Linked DNA regions of Sus scrofa: region 1 is linked to region 2. A link is a contact called in public Hi-C data. All regions are on one chromosome and are shown on one strand. The core of a region is the stretch at or near the end of the contact, and the rest is flanking DNA. Distances in the headings are between cores, read along the strand shown. Region 1 has its middle 12 kb from the start of IGF1. Region 2 has its middle 94 kb from the start of PAH.

Region 1 (4,493 bases), core at 1,316-3,815, 290 kb after region 2:
CGTAAGTCACAGACACGGCTCAGATCTTGTACTGCTGTGGCTATTGTGTAGGCTGGCAGCTGCAGCTCCAATTCGACCCCTAGCCTGAGAATTTCCATATGTTACAGGTGTAGCCCTAAAAATAAATAAATTAATTAATTAATTAAAAAAATTTTCAAAATGCCAGTGGTTATTTCCATTATTAATTAACAAATACTTATTGAGAACCTAGCAAAAATCACGCACTATGCTGGGGGGGGATATAAAGGTAAACAATAACAGGTTATGAAGAAGCCATCATGGGAGTTCCCTTGTGGTGCAGCGGGTTAAGGATCCAGTGTTGTCATTGTGGCTCAAGTCATTGCTGTGGCCTGGGTTTGGTCCCTGGCCTGGGAACTTCCAGATGCCATGGGTGCAGACAAAAAAACCCAAAAACAAACAAAAACTCACCAAAAATGAAGAAGCCATGATGGGAAGGCTGCTGAGGAAGGGAGTGTTCTGAATGGTAGAATGGACTTAGATGTGACCAAGGGATGCCCAGGAGGTGTAAAACACATGCACATGGCATTTGAAGAAGATGATTCCAGCAGTCAGAATTGGTGAGCTTGCCATCAGGCGGGTTTAGTTAGAAGTCTATTCGACAACCCAGGAACTCATCAATACAATCTATAATAACTCTGGGCAAGTTGAGAGGGAAAGGCTGACTTTCAAAGCTATGATAAAGGAAGGAGGAAGAAAGAAGGTGAAGAATGATGAATGAGCAAGTGCATACAGATGTCACATAAGCAAGCCAAGACCAAGAGAGTAAGCAGAGAGGCTTGAGTGTTAAAGATTAAAAGGGGACACTAAGTTGTTAAATACACAGCCACTCAAACATACATATATAGTTAGGCTACATTTTCAGTCAACACTAAGGATGGATAGCACTATGCAGTGATGTTTTTAATAACTGCTGACAGTAAAAGTAATATGAGGTATTACCTCACACCAGTTGGAATGGCCAACATCAAAAAGTCTACAAACAATAAATGCTAGAGAGTGTGTAGAGGAAAGGGAACCCTCCTACACTGTTGGTGGGAATGTAAGTTGGTACAATGACTATGGAGAACAACAGTATGGAGGTTCCTTAAAAAACTAACTATAGAACTACCATATGATCTAGCCATCCTACTCCTGGGCTTATATACAGAGAAAATCATAATTTGAAAAGATCCATGCACCCCAATGTTCATTGTAGCTCTATTTACAATAGCCAAGACATAGAAGCAACCAGAATGTCCATTAGTGGAGGAATGGATAAAGAAGTTGTGGCACATACATACAATGGAATATTACTTGGCCGTGAGAAAGCATGAAATAATGCTATTTGCAGCAACGTGATAGAGATTATCATACTAAGTGAATGAAGTCAGACAGAGGAAGACAAATATCATATAAGAACACTAATATATGGAATCTAATAAAAATGATACAGTATAACTTACAAAACAGAAAAGAATCAAAGATTTCAAAACCAAACTTAGGTTTACCAAAGGGGAAATGAACGTGGCAGTGGGGGGAGGGGAAGGATAAATTTGGAGGTTGATTGATATACACACACTATTATATATAAAATATGTGGGTAACGAGGACCTACTGTACAGCACAGAGAAATGTACTCAATATTTTGTGGTAACCTATATGGGAAGGAATCTGAAAAGGAATGGATATAACTGATTTACTTTGCTATACACCTGAAATTAACACAACTTTGTAAGTCAACTAGAGTCCAATAATTTTTTCTAAAAAGTATTACTTGCTGAATGTACATAATAATGGATAATTCGGAAAAGTATTTAAAAGTTAAAATCACTTGTCATCCTGATACCCAAAGGGTCACGGGACCCCCAGTAGGCCAGGCGTAGAGTCAGCCTCTGGGGACAGAGCATGTGGGAAACCTCTCTCTTTCTCTCCATTTTGACAAAGGGCAGGACATCACCCTACCCCCAAACACCAACTTATGCCTAAAACCTCTTTTGATTGATCAAAACTGCATTTGTTAAAATCAGGGAATGAACACACTTCCTATCTAGAGACCTTGAGCACAAATGTTTACATGTGCGACTCTATGCACGTGTTCGAGTGGTATGAGTGTGTGGGTCACATGCACACTTGTTCCCCTTAATGGTAAGAAAAAAACAAAACACTGTTTATTTTCTTGTCACTACGGAACAGAACCTTCGTAAAATATGAATGATACAGCCAAGGCAAGCGTGCTGTGACTTCCTTTTGGAAACTATCAAGGAACAGTAAGTGCAGGAGCCCAAATGCAAAGTATGGGAGGAAAAACTTAGAACTAGGAAATGTAATCCACTAACGTGAGTTTTCTTTTATGCAACTCAGAAAGGACTATCCTCACTGTTCAGTTTTCGTGAGGGAGGACCAGCAAGTGCACCTTTTGAAAACCACTGCTGGGATGGTTAATAATGTGTGTCAACCTGGCTAGGCCACAGTACCCAGATATGAGTACTCTAGATGTTTCTGTGGCAGTATCTCTTAGATGAGATTAGCATTCAAACCAGTAGACTTTGAGTAGAGCAGATGACCCTCTGTAAAGGGGTGGGCCTCACCCAATCAGTCAAGTGACTTTATAGAAAGAGAGTGGTCTCCCTGGAAGAAGAGGGAATTCTTCCAGCAGACCATCTTTGGGCTCAAACTACAATTCTTTCCTGAGTCTCCAGCCTGTGGGCCAACCTTGAAGATTTTGGACTTGCTAAATGGCCACAATCACATAAGCCAACTCCTTAAAATGTGCTGATTGAGAGAGACAGAGAGAGGGAAAGAGAGAGGGGTAACAAAGAGATAGATGATGGATAGATAGGCAGACAGGTCCTGTTTTTTCCATTTCTTTGGGGAACTCTCATTAATACAACTGGGTTTAAAGATTTATTCTGCTCTCTGAGGGAAACTGAGGTCTTTAGCAAGGAATTATCAAAAGGAGTAAAGTGTGTGCTTCCTTGGCACACCTTCATTCCACACTCAAGGGTCTATGCTAGGCTGAGAATGACTTACAGACTCCAAAGATCTATGCTTCCCCAGTGAACCATTAGCAAAGGCCCCGCTAGATTCTGTGTCTCCTCCTCAATCGATTACTCAAACTTCTGTTTATGCAGGGAACCCTCGCATGAGGCCACGAAGCCTCACATGAAGACAAGATTCTCAGCAGCCACCTTCAGGCTCTAGGCTCTGTGCCCTGCTCTCAAAGAGTGCAATAAAACCTCCTTAATTGACCCACATGAAGAGTGGGATGCTCTGATGAACCAGTTTTTCCAGGAAGGTCAGGCTCATCAGAAACAAGACCTTTTTGTCTCAACCCTTATTGCAGAAAGACTTTATCAAGTGTAATCACTTTGTTCTTCCATTGAAATCTACTTACCAAGGTATAAACACTACAATTAAATCTTTCAAAATGGAATCTCTGGAAAGCCATTGGGTGATCAATCTCCACCTCACTTCTTACCCAGCACTGCTCAGACTGACTTAGGTTATGATGTAACCCAGGTCTGCTGTTGCATATTTACCTTGAGGCACTGTGTCATTCCCAGAATTAATCACATACTTAGTTCCATACAAATCTTCGTTTACAAGAGAATCATGAGGGAATTAAGATTGTTTTCCAGTCTTTCAGCTCTGTAAAAGCTACTGATGGGGAGGAGAGGGGACTAAAGAGCCTCCACAGTACAGGAGTCTGAAAGCATGATTGTCACCCCAATACTGGGTACCTTCTCATTCCCATACAACTTTGCCTATGCTGTTTCCTCTGCCTGGAATAGCATATACTGTTGTTTTGGGGTTTTTTTTCCATCTTGAATGTGAACTCAGGCCTCAAGATTTAACTCAACTGCTATTCAATCTACCTAGCCTTTTCAACATCTCCCAAGCTCTATGAAAGACTGGAATGAAAAAGACTGTGAGCTTAAAGGGTATCTAAACGATCAGCAAACATTATTAATACATTCATATGGTGGCATTTTCTATATACAGGGTCTTTGCTACCTGCTTTTGTCCTTGTGGCTAGGTTGGGCTTTTCCCCTAAACACTGCGATGATGCCCAAATGTAAAATCTTCAAATGCCAATTACATTGTTTTTTTTGTCATAACTGTCTTACATCTGTAATAGAATTTAATTTAAAAATATTTTTTCTTAAGTTGATTTTTAAGACATAGAAATATATATTTTAAAACTAAGCTTTAAAATATCTACTTCAAAAACAGTATCACTTGCTCTAAGCAGAAAGTATTCTTCAAAAAAAACAAATAACTATAAAAACAAAAAAAGTGTTATTAAGTTCTAGATAAAACCATTTCATGGAATGACTTTGGGCTTAAGGTTCATTTTGTTTTTGTTTTTGTTTTTTTGTTTGTTTTGTTGTTGTTGTCATCCAAAAGGGAGATTAGCAAGTGTTAGAGAGGAACTGAAGACTGATTCGTACTAAACTGAGACTGTTTTCTCAGTAAATTTAGGCTAGAAGAAG
Region 2 (4,026 bases), core at 640-3,139:
GAAGAGAGAACTGGAAAGGGCCAGCTATGAACCAAAAAGAGGGCTTTCACCAGAACCCTCTCACCAGAACTCTGGGGCCTTTATCTTGGACTTCCCAGCATCCAGAACGCCGAGAAATAAATTTCTGTTATTTCTAAGTCACCCAGTCTGTAGTGTTTTCTTAGAGCGGCTTGGGCAGAATAAGAAACACCTTCCATCTAATTGGGCTACTCAAGTCAAGTGCCCATCCCTGGATCAAAAAGCCTTGTTCAGGGAAGACCATGCTCTGATGGCCTTAATCCTGGGTGTCTGAACTGATGACCAGCAGATGGGATCCTGGGACTACATCAGACCAAGCAAGATCCGGCCCCTGAAATTGAAGAAGGGAATTGCATGATGCCTTATGGTCTCAGCAGAAAGTAGATGACATTATTAGAACGGATCCAAGGAGGGAAGTTTAATAAAGTGACCATGAAGTTGTGGGCAAAGCTGAAGGAACTCAGCCAGGGTTGGTGCAGTGCCCAGGGGCTAGCAATGACAGGGAGCCACTAGTGCTCCCCAGCTTGAGAAACAGGGAGCTTTCATTATAACAGATGCACAGAGCATCGGATGGAGAGGGCTATCGAGGACGATCTTTGTCCATTCATAAAAACACAGTCTACCTGCAACTACTCAGCCACGGAGAAAGCCCACAGAATACAGAGCCCAACTTCACTCTTCTACCACTGGCCAAAAGCCACAGGGCCAGGAACCATTAATGCCATCAATGCACACCCATCCCCAGGCCAGGCATCCAGGCTCCAGGTCAGAAGGAGGAGAATAAAGATGCACTTGGAGGAGCAAACGGAATAGTGTGCACAAGGGAACGTTGAACACGCTCAGACTGTGCAGGGGACTGAAGAGAACCCAAACAAGACGGGGTCCTGGGAGAAAGAGCAAAGGAAATACAGCATAGATATCTAATGGAATTCATGCTAAATATCCTTGTTCAAAATAAAACTGTTCTTTTTCTTTTTCAAATATAGATTATCTAAAATTGCAGGCATCTCTTATTTGCAAGTAAAACGCATCCCCAAGGGAGCTGCACAGGAAGATAACAAAAGGTTGAGCTGCCACCACTTGATGAGGGATACAGGAAAGGGGGGGCGAGCTGACCTTTCAGAGAAAAGTGAAGAAATCCATTCCCATAAGGGATTGCAGAGAGAAGTGGCTGTTCCCTTGATAAAGCCAAAGAGGGCAAGTCTCATGAGGTCTCAGCCAGTTACATGGTGTAATTTACTGAATGATGTTGGCTGCCTTGCAATGTTTCAAAGCAATTTTTTTTTTTTGTAATACATGATTCGTAGGAAAGGATTTGGATGTTGCCATTTTCCAGAGGAAACTTGACTACACTTAGTAATAGAGAAAAATGTTCTCCTTGGGAAGTCTCAGATTTCTATGCAAAGCGGTATCCTAAGTCAGAATTTACACAATGTATTATTGCCTAATGTATGAGGGTCAGCTAATTAATTCTGAACTAAAATGTCAAGAGGAACAAATCCAATCCCTGAGGGACTCCAAGAAGCTCTGTGACCAAGAGGCAACATCAAGTGCCCATCAAGAACAAGGAGAGGCCACACTCAACACTGGCTGCCCGTTCGAACTACTTGGGGAGCTTTAAATTTTTTCTACACCCAGACTCTGCCCTAGAGCAGTTAAATAAGAATCTTTCAGTGAGGTCCAGGAATTGGTACTTTTTGAAAACCTCCCTAAATGAGCATAATATTCTTCCAGGGTTGAGAACCTCTGGTCTATAGGATACTTATATCTCTGGTAGAGGCAGCATGCCCAAGTCAACCAGAACCCTAACCCTAAGCCTTGCTTCGCTGATGAACGCATCAGTTCAATCCAAATAGCTATCCCGGAATGTGGCTCTGCCTTGCTGTGTCTTCCCGCCAGATATTGAGGCCATACAATAGAAGAGTGGGGGCTCTGAGATCAGGCTGCCTGGGTCAAATTCTGAGTCCACCTATGGGCTTATATGCCTTTGAGAAAGTCGCTTAACCCTTTGAACCTTAGTTTCATAACCTGTAAAATGGGGGGGGCAATTACAACACAGATCATTTTGAGGATTAATTTAGAATGGACTTCATTGCTTATGAAGGTCTTAGTGCAGTGCCTGGCACAGAGTGGCTCTCAGTAAATGCAAACTAATACTATGTGTCTAGATCTAAGCCAGCTGGATGGCTCAGAAGCTTCTGTACATTCTGCCCAGTTGGCTTTACAGAGTTCTCTCCAGCAAGGGTTTGGGGAGGTGTGGGGGGTGCTCAAGTAGCTGGATCCTTTGGTCCCTTCCAACGGAGCGTGAGGATCTCTGAGTTGCTTTGGGGTCACTGCATGAAAGGCAAGGACATTAGCACTTAACAAGTGGAAAATGACTATTGTTCCAGCCACTAGTAGTCACTATTTACCGAGTGTGCCAGGCACCACTGAGGTGCTTTACATCTTTTCTCACTTAATCCTAACAAGAATCCTACAAAAATAGACAGTATCCCCCACTGTGTTGATGAGGCTCCTCTGGTCCAGGGAGGGTGAATAACTTTCTCAAGATCACCTACTGGTGACTTACTGAATTAGGACTGAACTCAGGGCTCTCTGGCTTTGTAGCTCATGCTTTTTCCACTGGGCCATGCTGCCTATCTTGAATGACACTCCTCAGCAGTAGGACGGCTGTAACTTCTCCGAGAGGGAAAAATCCTTGCTGAATGAATGGAACCATGTTCCAGGGATGCATTCCAGCTAGCATCTTCCTTCTAGAGCTACACAGATCTGGAATACAGCATTTAAGAGCAGATATTATGGCTTTGGGCTACAGAGAGTAAGCGAGCCACTCAGACAGTATTCCTGGCTCCATAACGCTCCCGGGAAAGAGCAGTCTTTTCCTCATGGGAATGTTTTTTATCCTGTAGGATGGCCAGCAGGTCGTGTGGCTCCACGGAGAAGAAGGGGCAGTGTCTGCTGTGGGTGCTCTTCTGAAGACCCACTCTCATGAAGTTCAGCAGTAGAGGTCATCAGTGGGCAGAAGAGCTGCTCACAGCCCATCTCTAAGATTTTAAAATGAATCAAGGCATAACCACTGAGAATCTGCTACTTACCTACAACTGGGCAGGGCACCAGAGCCACTGTGATCCCACTTTGCCCTGCCCCAAGTGGGGACACTTGGCCACACATGAATTTTTCCTAATTTTGAAAAGGGCGTATGTGAAAATTCTTAGGTAACATTTTAAATCACACACACACACTTCACTGTAAAAACAAAATAATAATAATAGCCTAATTTTATTGAGGTTTTTATGTGCCAACCCATTGAACACATTTAAGCCCCACCACAACTCTGTGAAGCCACTGGTCCAAGCTTCCAGCTGAGGAAACTATAGACCAGAGAGGCTAAGTAATTGCCTGATGGATTCCATGGTAGATCCCTGGTATCCATCAGGTTCTAGCAAGAAACAGAGGAGACACTCAAATTGGGAAGAGTTTCGTCCTGGGACTGGATACACTAGATAGGGTGGGAAAAAGGTGTAAAGAAACTGAAAAAGGACAGGCAGTTCCTGGGCTAGGGGTCGAATCAGAGCTGCACCTGCAGCTTACGCCACATTTATAACAAGGCTTGCGGTAACACCAGATCCTTAACTCACTGAGCGAGCCAGGGATCAAGCCCACATCCTCAAGGACGTTATATCTGATGCTTAACTTGCTGAGCCACAACGAGAACCCTCTCTGGGTTGTAATTTCTATAGAGTTGGCTATTCTGGTAAATTAAATTTGCTGCTTAACTGTTTAGCACCTTGGAATTTTAGTTCTAGTTGATACCTTTGTGCAAATGCTATTAGCTTACTTTCCTTTCTTGGTCAGTAGTGAATTATCTCAGGGAAAGGATTCTAAGCCATTTTATCTGGAATTTTCTATCTGCCGCAGTTGCTTGAGTTCCCTAAAGATCAGATTGAAGAGACACAACTAAGTTGGATTTTCTCCCCTCCTTGAGAAAAAGCATACAGCCAGTCATTT

The links. Hi-C and Micro-C count contacts between places; a contact is called where the count stands out from the background.
Region 1: a Hi-C map of retroperitoneal adipose tissue shows a contact between it and region 2, with 2.2 times the contacts expected there. A contact is called at or near these places in 3 of 47 Hi-C or Micro-C datasets (embryonic fibroblasts, fibroblasts and retroperitoneal adipose tissue) and 1 of 2 datasets of targeted methods (skeletal muscle).

Annotation. Positions count from the first base shown.
Region 1 is chr5:81,767,191-81,771,683 of Sscrofa11.1, forward strand. It overlaps a transcript of IGF1 not described here. Among named protein-coding and RNA genes, the nearest start is that of IGF1, 12 kb to the right of the region's middle.
Region 2 is chr5:81,477,257-81,481,282 of Sscrofa11.1, forward strand. No RefSeq gene overlaps it. Among named protein-coding and RNA genes, the nearest start is that of PAH, 94 kb to the left of the region's middle.